2 separate regions of the Oryctolagus cuniculus genome follow, and region 2 is linked to region 1. Evidence: chromatin contacts called from public Micro-C data. All regions are on one chromosome and are shown on one strand. Each heading gives the region's core, a stretch centred on a gene start, on an enhancer-like site or on the middle of the called end of the contact. The rest is flanking DNA. Distances are from core to core; before and after follow the strand shown.

Region 1 (5,489 bases), core at 1,065-3,564:
CGGGCAGGAGCTGCCGGGAGCGGCGGTCGCGCCTCCCGAGGAGGATGGACGACCCCAAGGGGCGGGAGGAGAGGAAATCGGGCCCCTTTCCCGGCACCCTTATAACCCCCTTGCCCAGCAGGGTCTCCGGCTGCCCAGTGATGCGAGCAGGAGGGAGGCAAGGCAGGGCGCGAGGGCGCGGGGCACGCGCGCTCGGCACGCGGCGACCGGAATCCCCCCTGGCGCCCGGGAGCCCCTCTGCCCGACCTTTCTCGCCCCAGCCCCGGGAGGCGGCCCCGCGGACCGGCTCCCGGGTGCCCCGGGCTGGCCACTTCCCCGTTCGCCAGACCTAGGTGGGGGTAGGCAGGGGAGCGAGGGTCTGTCTCCGGCACGGCCCAGTGCACGAGGAAGAAGCGAGACGAGCACACCCTCCTCGGTTAAACATTGCAAGGTGACACCGGATCGCCTCCCGCACGGGCGGAGGGAGCGCAGTAAACAAGAAAGAGGTTTCCCCATTGGAAGTTTTTGTGGCGAAGATCCCTCTCCCCCTCCCCAGGACTGCAGACCGAGGGGTTTTTCATCAGCGAGCATGGACTCCACTCAGCAGCTTTGCCTTAGAAGTGAGTGCAGCCAAAAGGCGTTTCCGTAAAACAGAAACTTAATCATGGCGTGGCTGCGCTCGCTCGGGTTCATTCATTTTTATTACAGTTTTCATTGTCCCCTCCCCCGTCTCTGTATGAAACCGGAAAGGGGTCCAAGCAGGGAGGCATCCGGCCGGGGAGCGCACGGAGGAGGGCAGTTTAGTGGGAGAAGCTGCAAGGAGAAAGGAAGGGCACGAGGATGGGAGAGGGCGCGGACCAGAGCCGAGGGCGGCGGGCGGCAGAGGGTTAAAGCGAGCTGGAGCCCGGGTCCCACCTCCCCGGTCTCTCACACACGGCTGCTGGAGGCCGAGGGAAAAAGAAAAAAAAAAATCTAGAGGGAAACCAGGAGGCAGCACAGGTAGAGGACAGGACTGTGGCATCTCTCCCGCCTCCCCTCTCGCGCAGACATCACCCTAGGCACACACATATGTTCTGAGTTATATAATCCGTGCAAAAGATGCCTGTGGAGCCGCGGCTCGCGCAGCCGGGCGTCTCCTGCGCGCCGAGACCCGGGCACGGGGCTGCCGGCTGGCTGCGCGCGCGGGCAGGGAGCCCGACCCGAACGCGCTCCGGGGGGAAGACGCAGGGCTGCCGGGCGCCGTGTCACGCGAAAGCATCACCTACCAGTTTTCCTGCATCCACTGGATGGCCTCATTCTCGTTGAACTGCTTTTCGAATTCATATTCTTGTAAAGTCAACACTGACATGTTCATTGGGGCTGATCTTCGGAGTCGCTACGTGCTCTCTACACAAAATAAAATAATCTGTAAAGCGCTAGGTCTCGAGGGCTCGCTCCTGCCTGCTCCCCCACCCACCCCCCCGGGTCTGCCCTCGCCGCTGGGTCTCCGGCGCTCGCCTCTCAGCTACATCCAGGGTGGAGCATTGCCTGTGCCTCGGCGCCCAGCTCCTCGCCGCCGTGGGGCTCGCCTCCTCCCGGCGTCCGCATCCACCGTAGGAGGAAATGAATGCCTTGCGGTCTTAGTGCCCGCACGTTTGTCCATCACCCTTTTTACTCGTCTACAGGGAAATCTCCTCCCCCTCGTGCGATCAGGAAAATTAACCCTTTGCGAGGGAGGGCGCAGAGGAGCGAGACCTCCTCCCGCCCTGGGGTGCAGTTTAGTAAAGGCCACGGTGGGGGTGGAGGGCTGGGGGAAGGGCGCGGGGAGGGAGGAAGTGGCCTGGCGGTCACCCGCGTACCCCGGCCCCAGCCTCGCGGGCCGCCGAGCCCTGCCTTTGAATGAAGTTCCAGCGTGTGGGGCGCAGCCCTGAGGCGCGTGGACGGGAGAGCTCGGGGAGTAAACAATTGGGAAATAGTAAAACCTGCCAGCGCTCCCTCGCAAAACAACTCCAGGTAAATCTGCGATGAGATCACACGTGAAGGGGACGCGCTGCCCCTTCTCGCCCCGGCGCAAACCCTCCGGGGCCTCCCCCTGCCCCCACTCCGGAGCTCCGGCTCAGACTCACGTTCGCCGGGGGCCGAGTGGCCCGCAGAGCGCCCTCCGTCACGTGCAGCCGGAGGAGGATGAGGATGAGGAGGGTGGAAGTCGGGAGAGGCCAATAGCCGGAAGTGGAAGAAAGGACTGGGAGAGGGGTTAGGTGGAGGGTTTGGGTACCGAGAGGGGGATAATTAATGAACAGAGACAAAGGAGGAGAGGAAGTTAGCGACCGGAGAACTGGACCAACTGGTCCAATGCAAAGGCTTTATTTGTATGCATGGGTAATTTTGACTTATTTGTTGTTGTAGATACTGTTTGAGGAGAGGGTTGGATGCAATGTTGACCTCATACATCAAAAGAATTCTGCTCCATCTGCCCCTTCAATGATTTCCCCCAGACGTGGGGGAAAATGAAATGGGAGGGCAAGGAGTTGTCCAATAATCTAATATAGGAATGCAATTGTAAACTTAAAAAAATAATAAACAACCTGTACTTTCAAAATTAAACGGACATTAAGACCAAAAAGAAAATGACCCTTCTCAGATGCAAATAGCCCTCACCTCCCCAGGAGTCCAAAGGGAGGGTATTTTCATTCAAAGATGGGAGCCTCTGAAACTTGGGAACTCAGAGGCGCCTCTTCCTAGGGAGCAAGGTGTAGTAAGAAACTAAAGAAAAAGTTTTTAACAATCCAGTACAATTTTATGTAAACCAAAGGGCCGGCCCGGTTGCTGATTTGCAAATCAATGAATAGGTTGACACTCCAGGTAGGGAAGTTGCTTATCTTTCCTTTTAAGGATTGTCATTCTGGAGACTTCTACAGTGCAAGTCTGAGTGAATTTAAAAGTGAGGCCCAGGCCAGGCCGAAAACACTTGGCTGAGTTAGGCTGGAAAGTAGGTGTGGTCAGATGAGAAAGATTTTATAGCACAGGGGCTGGGCCTCTGAGTAATTAATCAATATTTGTAAAGTGATGAGTAATTGTTAAGTATATGAAAGAGAATAGGAAAGTGAGGAAGCGCTCTACAGTGAGAAAATCCTAGAAAGACCTCATTGTATGTTGCAAGGATAAGTCTTATTTTTGTCCAAAAGTAAATCAATTTTAAATTCATTCTTTGTGTTTGCAATGTAATCGATTTGAAAGCAGTTTGAGAAATTCACATTTGTTTACTATGTTTTCTTTTTTAAAGATTTATTTATTCTGAAGACAGAGTTACACAGAGAGAGGAAGAAACAGAGAGAGGTCTTCCATCCACTGATTCACTCCCCAAATGGCTGCAAAAACGGGGACTGGGCCAGGCCAAAGCCAAGAGCCAGGAGATTCTTCAGTCTCCCATGTGGGTGCAGGGGTCCAGACACCTGGGCCATCCTCCACTGCTTTCCCAGGCACATTAGTAGGGAGCTGGATCAGAAGTGGAGCAGCCAGGTCCCAAACCTGAGCCCATATGGGATGCAGGCATCCCAGACAACAGCTTTACCGGCTATGCCACAAAGTGCCCCTACTATGTTTCTTATTTAAAGCATGTCTGTTATTCCCTGCTTATTTTCTAAACATGGATGTGGGGTTATATTAAAAACAAATCTGGACCTTAAAAGAGCAGTTATAAAAAACAGTAAATACTTGATGTTAGTGAAATGGTGCTGTCTTATCTAAAGGCGCCATCTCCAGTCACCTTCTACAGGGGGTTGCACTGAAGAGCAAGCAAGCACGAGAAAGCCCCGAGCTGAAGAATGAGTTTGCAGGCTTTAGGAAAAAGCCTGGTGTGACTCTAGGCCACAGCTAAGGAGTAGCAGAAAATTAGATTGGAGAGGTAGCCACAAGAAAAAGTAGTGTGTTCTGATTTCATTCTGCCTGTTGTGTGGGGGGGGGGAGGTCGTGGGAGAGAGGAGGTTACAAGATGTTATACTGAGAAATAGCATGTTAATTTCCAATAATTCCACTGCTAGGAATTTATAGATATATCATCAAAGACATTATGGATGTTTGTGTAAGATACATAGCACCCTTGGTAGCAGCAACAAAAAAACCTGGAAACATATGATGGAATAATTTTATATCAGAATATTTTGGGATTTTTGTTCTATAGATCACAATATCAAAGGAATTCCTGATATGTATGAAGGAAAATGAAAAGGCAAGGCACAGAACATTATGTATAGTGTTATATGTAAATGACATCTATGCTGTGCATAATATTTTTTAAAGATTTATTTTATTTATTATTTGAAAGACAGAGTTACAGAGAGAGATAGACAGAGAGAGAGGTCTTCCATCTGCTGGTTCACTCCCCAGATGGCCACAATGGCCGGAGCCAGGAGCTTCTTCTGGGTCTCCCACACAGGTGCAGGAGCCCAAGGACATGGACCATCTTCCACTGCTATTCCAGGCCACAGCGGAGAGCTGGATAGGAAGAGAAGCATCCGGAACTCGATCTGGCGCCCATATGGGATGCTGGCATTTCAGGCCAGGGCTTTAACCCGCTGCACAACAGTGCCTGCTCTGGTACATAATAATTTTTTAAAAACAAAGATTTGTGTGATGTATATGAATGATATTCAAAAAGCTCATGGAGGCCGGAGCCGCGGCTCAATAGGCTAATCCTCCGCCTAGCGGTGCCGGCACACCAGGTTCTAGTCCCGGTCGGGGCGCTGGATTCTGTCCCGGTTGCCCCTCTTCCAGGCCAGCTCTCTGCTGTGGCCAGGGAATGCAGTAGAGGATGGCCCAAGTGCTTGGGCCCTGTACCCGCATGGGAGACCAGGAGAAGCACCTGGCTCCTGGCTTCGGATCAGCGCAGTGCGCCGGCCGCAGCGCACTGGCTGCGGTGGCCATTGGAGGGTGAACCAACGGCAAAGGCAGACCTTTCTCTCTCTCACTGTCCACTCTGCCTGTTAAAAAAAAAAAAAAAAAAAAGCTCATGGATGGGCTGGTGCTTTGGCATAGTAGGTTAAGCCTCCACCTGCGGTGCTGGCATCCTGTATTAGGGTGCCTCTTCAAGTCCTGGCTGTTCCACTTCCAATCCAGCTCCCTGCTAATGGCCTGAGAAAGCAGTGAAAGATGACCTAAGTGCTTGAGCCCCTGCACCCACATGGGAGACCCTGAAGAAGCTCCTGGTTCCTGGCTTTGGATTGGCTCAGCTCTGGCCGTTGCAACCATTTGGGGAGTGCACCAGTGGATGGAAGACCTCTCTCTGTCTCTCCCTCTGTCTGTAAGTCTGCCTCTCAATTAACTGAAATAAATATTAAAAAAAAAGTTCATGGAAAAATGAAAGAAGCTATACATAGTTTTCAATTTTTTTTGCACCAAAATAAACTCATACTAACTTGTTATAACATGTCTGAATCCAGTTTGAGGCACTAAGAACAGAGTTCCTATTAGAACAGCAAGAATTCTGCTAACATTGAAGCAAGAGCAAACAACATTTAGGAAGAAGTTCTGGT
Region 2 (5,489 bases), core at 1,270-3,769, 46 kb before region 1:
CACATGGGAGACCAGGAGGAAGCACCTGGCTCCTGGCTTCGGATCGGCGCAGCGCACTGGCGCACTGGCCGTAGCAGCCATTTGGGAGGTGAACCAACGGAAGGAAGACCTTTCTCTCTGTCTTTCTCTCTCACAGTCTAACTCTGCCTGTTTAAAAAAAAAAAAGCAATAACTAATAATAAAATATACAAGTTTTTAAATATTCTATAATAAACGCTATTTTAAAAAATACTATTTTTCTGCAATATTCCACTTAATACAAAGGCACTGGAAGTTCATGGAAAATGGAATTACATGCGGATCTCCCACAAACTTTTCAAAGTCCCTCTGCCTCTCCTTCTCTCTGTGTAAGTCTGACTGTCAAATAAATAAATCTTAATAAAAAGAGAGATGATGTCTCAATAATTAAAGTATTTTCGAAAATCCTATAATGCATATTTTTAAACTAAGAATGCTTAACAATTTAAAAGCACAGTTTTTAAAACGCAATTTTTAGTATTGTTTAGTGGTTTTGAATGTCCCTTTCATTTCCATGCTTTATTTTTAACATTTGGTAATAATGTTATTCCATAAATAAAAATATTGCTTTGAAGTCTTAGCTTTAAAACTCTTTTATTTTCTAAAGATCTATTTATTTATTTTAAAGGCAGTTACAGAGAGAGAGGGAGAGATCTTCCAACTGCTGGTTCATTCCCAAAATGGCTGCAACAGCCCAGACTGGGCCAAGCTGAAACCAGCGACCTGGAATTCCATCCGGGTCTCCCATGTAGGTAGCAGGGGCCCAACCAAGCACTTGGGCCACCTTGTGCTGCTTGCCTAGACACATAAGCAGGGAGCAAGAAGTAGAGCAGACAGGACTCCAACCAGTGCCTTTATGGCACTGTTTGCAGCAGCTTAACCTGCTGCCCCACAATGCGGGCCTCTAGTTAAAATTCTTAACTGAATATCCCTATCAATTGCATAAATTCCACATGACTCGTGATTGTGAGATTTTTCCAACACTATTATTATATTAATGAGTCCCCAATATTATAAATAGTTGGATGTGACCAATAGGATAGGTGCTTGGGTGTGTCAGAAACCTTGTATGTAATTATGTACTAAAAGGTTTCTAACTAATTGTAAGTAGAGCATTAATGATGTTGCAATTTGACATGCCAGTTCATTAAGAGATAGCACTTGGGATTGAGAGATGATAGATTTCATATTTGCCACTTCCACTTTCTATCTGTGCCAATTTCTTTCTTTGTTTTTTTTGTTTTTTGGTTTTTTTTTTGACAGTCAGAGTTAGACATTTGGGTTCACCCCCAAATGGCCACCACGGCCGGCACGCTGCACCGATCCGAAGCCAGGAGCCAGGTGCTTCCTCCTGGTCTCCCATGGGGTGCAGGGGCCCAAGCACTTGGGCCATCCTCCACTGCCCTCCCGGGCCACAGCAGAGAGCTGGCCTGGAAGAGGAGCAACCGGGACAGAATCCAGCGCCCCAACTGGGACTAGAACCCAGGGTGCCGGTGCCGCAAGCAGAGGATTAGCCTAGTGAGCCACAGCGCCGGCCTGTGCCAATTTCTAAAACATGACTCTTGGTTTGTCATTTCTTTCACCAGCAAAAAGAAGCTCATAAGCTCAACTAATCCCATGTTGCCTGGGACTACTGTGAAGATTAACTCCGACAATGGATTCCACAGGCCACATCTGGCAATTAGTCAAGGAACACGAATGCTATTACAGAAATTGCAGCAGTCACCAGCAAGCCATTTCCTGAAAATAACTTCTTGAGGTTCTAAACTCAGTGGAAATCCTAGAAGTAAAAGGGAGATTATTTTTTCTACTCCAGGATAGCAGTAACATGAATATTCATTTGAGACACACTCAAGTGTAAATATTTGGCTCTTGGCACTCTCACTTCCCCCCAAAATATTTTTATTTATTTTTTAAAAGGCAGAGAGCGAGAGAATCTTCTATCCACTAGTTCAAATGCCAGATGCCCTCAATAGCCAGGGCTGGGCCAGGCCAAAGCCTGGAGCCAGGAACTCCGTCCAGGTTTCTCACGTAGGTGGCAGGAACAGAAGTACTTGAACCATTACCTGCTGCTTTCCCAGGCACATTAGCCGGGAGCTAGATTCGAAGCAGAGGAGCCAGCACTTGAATTGAACTGGCCTCTGATATGGGATTGGAGCATCACAGGAGATGGTTTAACCAACTGCATCACCACAGAAGTCTCCCACCCCCAAGTATTTTTAAATCCTAGCACTGGTTGGGTTACCCTGTAATGAGAAACGGTTTCCTACATGACTAGCAAAAGGTGGATCATAACCTTGTCATTCCAAACCATATTATTGTCCCAGAAAGAAATTTGCGGGAGGGAAAAAAACATCTGTCACAACAGACTCTCATGGATTACTTTTCTGGCGTTATATAGACAGCTGCTATTGTTACACCCCCGTGTTTATAAAACCTTGCCTTGCCCAGTCCTCACGTCTCTGCTATGCAGTTCAGGACCTCTCAGGCAGTGTGTCATTATTATTATTCAAGAACAATAACAGAGAGTGGTCTGTCGGGCCGTTCTGCGCAGGGTGACTCAATGGGAACGGGGCCTGTCTGACGGTCAGCGCTGGCAGTCCGCTCTGCAGCGCTTCTCCCGGCTCCCACGCACATCTCACCGACAAGTAGTGAGGACCGAGATAATGAGGTCCCTGTGGGGCGGGCGCGAGCACACACACACAGACATGCTTCTAGAGGCTTAAAACTATTTCAGATGACGAAGGGGCAGGCACGTTACTGCACTGTCCTAGAAACCTTATTTGAAAATGAACATTCGATTGCTGTGTCAGCATCTTCTGCTCCAATCTGGCAAAGACAACTTCTGTCGCCCGGAAATGTGGACGCGCAGCCTCTGCGGCCCCGCCCCGGGGGTACACACCGGAAGCAGGAAGTACACAATACTTAATGGAATGCTTCTTGATGTGACCTTGGGTATGAAAATACCAAATTTGCATTTTACCCAAATAAGCAGGCAGCACAAGTCTGTGTCAGCTTGCAAGCGTGTAGCCAAAACACTGACAGAAGAATTAGTAATTATAGCCTGAAGGTATACTGGGAAACATTTCCTGGTGTCACAGATAAGACTTTTCAAGTCTAATATAACAATAGTGAAAAAGGAATTCTCATTGCATAAGAATGTGGGAAGCGTGCTGTTCTGTGTTCTGTAGAAAGCAGGTGGCCGGGGTCACTTTGAAGACCTCACACTAGTGTGTTTCTTGCTCCAGGTATCCATCTGTGTATAATGACAGCATTAGCCACCTACCCTTCTGTTTGGAATGCTTTAAACGGTCATAGATGGTGGCATAATTTGATAGTTATAGACCATGAGAGAAAACTTGGCTGACAGTGGAACAGCTGAAGAATTGCCACAGTTACAGAGGCTCAGAAATTCACTCATCCATCTAAAACACGCAGGCGGGGCGAGCGGAAAAGTGCTATGTAAAGAAAACAAAGTGCAGGACGTGCTTCTCGAAGATTCACCAACTGTCAACACGTTTTATCTTCCACCAAGAAGAAAGCTTTCTTGGCATCCAAAACTTCTAAACCTTACGCTCCAACATAAATAAGAAAGTGTCAAAGTATTATAATCTTCAAATCATTATGGGCGATTTGACAAACCCAAATAAAGCTAACAGGATCTTTGTCTGCAGTGGGATGCACTGAAGTTTCCAAGCCATTCCTGAAATAACTCTCGCGGGGAATAATGGCCGTTTCTGACTCTGTAGTTCCTTAATGCAGTGGAAGCAGCTTTACAAGGCTTAGCAGTCCTAACAGCTGACCCAACGGCATTCTTTACCCATCTGTGCGGAAACACAAGTAGATTTTCCCCACATTGTTACACCAAGGCACAGACTCTAGGAAAAACATCAATTTCTCTTATTTTTTTGGCTTTTGTCATCAGTATTAATTTCTTAATGTAAAGTTTAACATGTGATTGAACTCCCTTCAAAGTTACTTTTGTAAACTTTGTCATCAAGCCTAAACTGAATTTCTGCGTGCTGCCAGCTGTCAAGTGTCTCTCACAGCATCCCCACGGCTGGCAAATTGCGGCAGTTCGGGAAGCAGCACGTGACGACCGAGACGGAACGATACGTCACAACACCACTCTGTTCCAACGGGCCTGTGTGATACCTGGGAAGAAATGCTACCCTACCCAGAATGCCGTAAGGCTGACAGAAAACGTGGCAGAAACACAAAGTGCAGGGGCGGGCATTTAGCACAGCCCTTAAGATACTCCTAGAGATGACCGCATCCTTTACCCAAGTACCTGGGTTCAAGTCCCAGCTCTGAACACAATTCCAGCTGCCTGCTAATGTGCACCCTGGGAAACAGCCCTTGTGAACCACGTTCTTGGGTCCCTGCCACCCACGTGGAAGACCCAGACTGAGTTTCTGGCTCTCGGCTTCAGTCTGGCCCAGTGCCAGCTGTTGAGAACATTTAGGGAGTGAGCCAGCAGAGTGGAGATCTGTCTCTGTCTCACTCTTTTTTCCACCTCCCTGCCTTTCAACTAAAAAATAAATATTAAAAAGAGGAAAGAAATAGAAAGGACATGATTTTCCTGGAAGAAAGGTCTGAGTCCAAATCCTACTCTTTTTGAAGATTATTAATTCTGTGACCGAGTCTCTGTAAAATGGAAATAATACCTTCCTTGTAGCATTATTTGAATTAAATGAGTGATATATTTTAAGTATATGTTAGGGACCCAATATGTACTTTTAAAAATTATATTAGATTTTTTGGAAAATTTGGGGCATCACCAATAACATTTAAAAAAATTTCATGGAGAGTACATATTGTGCTTACATTAAATTTTTTATTTATTTATTTTTTTTGACAGGCAGAGTGGACAGTGAGAGAGATACAGAGAGAAAGGTCTTCCTTTTGCTGTTGGTTCACCCTCCAATGGCCGCCGCGGCCGGCGCACCGCGCTGATCTGAAGGCAGGAGCCAGGTGCTTATCCTGGACTCCCATGGGGTGCAGGGCCCAAGCACTTGAGCCATCCTCCACTGCACTCCCGGGCCACAGCAGAGAGCTGGCCTGGAAGAAGGACAACTGGGACAGAATCCGGCGCCCCGACCGGGACCAGAACCCGGTGTGCCGGCGCCGCAAGGCGGAGGATTAGCCCATGAGCCACGGCGCCGGCGGTTTACATTAAATTTTCACACTAAAATTATTTTGATTGCTCTTTTAGAATCCAATTAAAGTGATTATGTTTTAGAAATCCTTGTACATTTGGTCACACAATATTTATTGATGTATTAATAGCCATCTGCTCCAAAATTGATTAGCCTAGAGACCCAGAGTGTAAGAACTTTTCCTAATCTATAATAAAAAGAAATTTTATTGTTCACAGTAGTCAGAAAAAAAGATCATTTTTAACCTATCAAAATAAATAGATTCCATTACAAACTGAATATTTTACCAAAAGAGAGTTTAAAAAATTGTAT

The links. A called contact is a pair of places that touch in the nucleus more often than the background predicts.
Region 2: a contact with region 1 is called in a Micro-C map of ear pinna, with 2.5 times the contacts expected there. The contact joins the enhancer-like site here to the promoter of ELOVL6 in region 1. A contact is called at or near these places in 2 of 6 Hi-C or Micro-C datasets (ear pinna and skin fibroblasts).

Annotation. Positions count from the first base shown.
Region 1 is chr8:54,802,833-54,808,321 of mOryCun1.1, reverse strand. It overlaps ELOVL6 (ELOVL fatty acid elongase 6), which reads right to left and starts at 2,314. Exons shown (of 5, transcript XM_008267482.4): 1 at 2,085-2,314; 2 at 1,245-1,365. The coding sequence starts at 1,333.
Region 2 is chr8:54,848,896-54,854,384 of mOryCun1.1, reverse strand. All of the region lies in intron 2 of ELOVL6 (ELOVL fatty acid elongase 6), which reads right to left. Among named protein-coding and RNA genes, the nearest start is that of ELOVL6, 46 kb to the right of the region's middle. Within about 2 kb of position 2,519, at least 4 of the 8 cell types and tissues checked have an H3K27ac peak or open chromatin away from gene starts, as enhancers often do. A contact at or near this core is called in ear pinna, where this site is marked.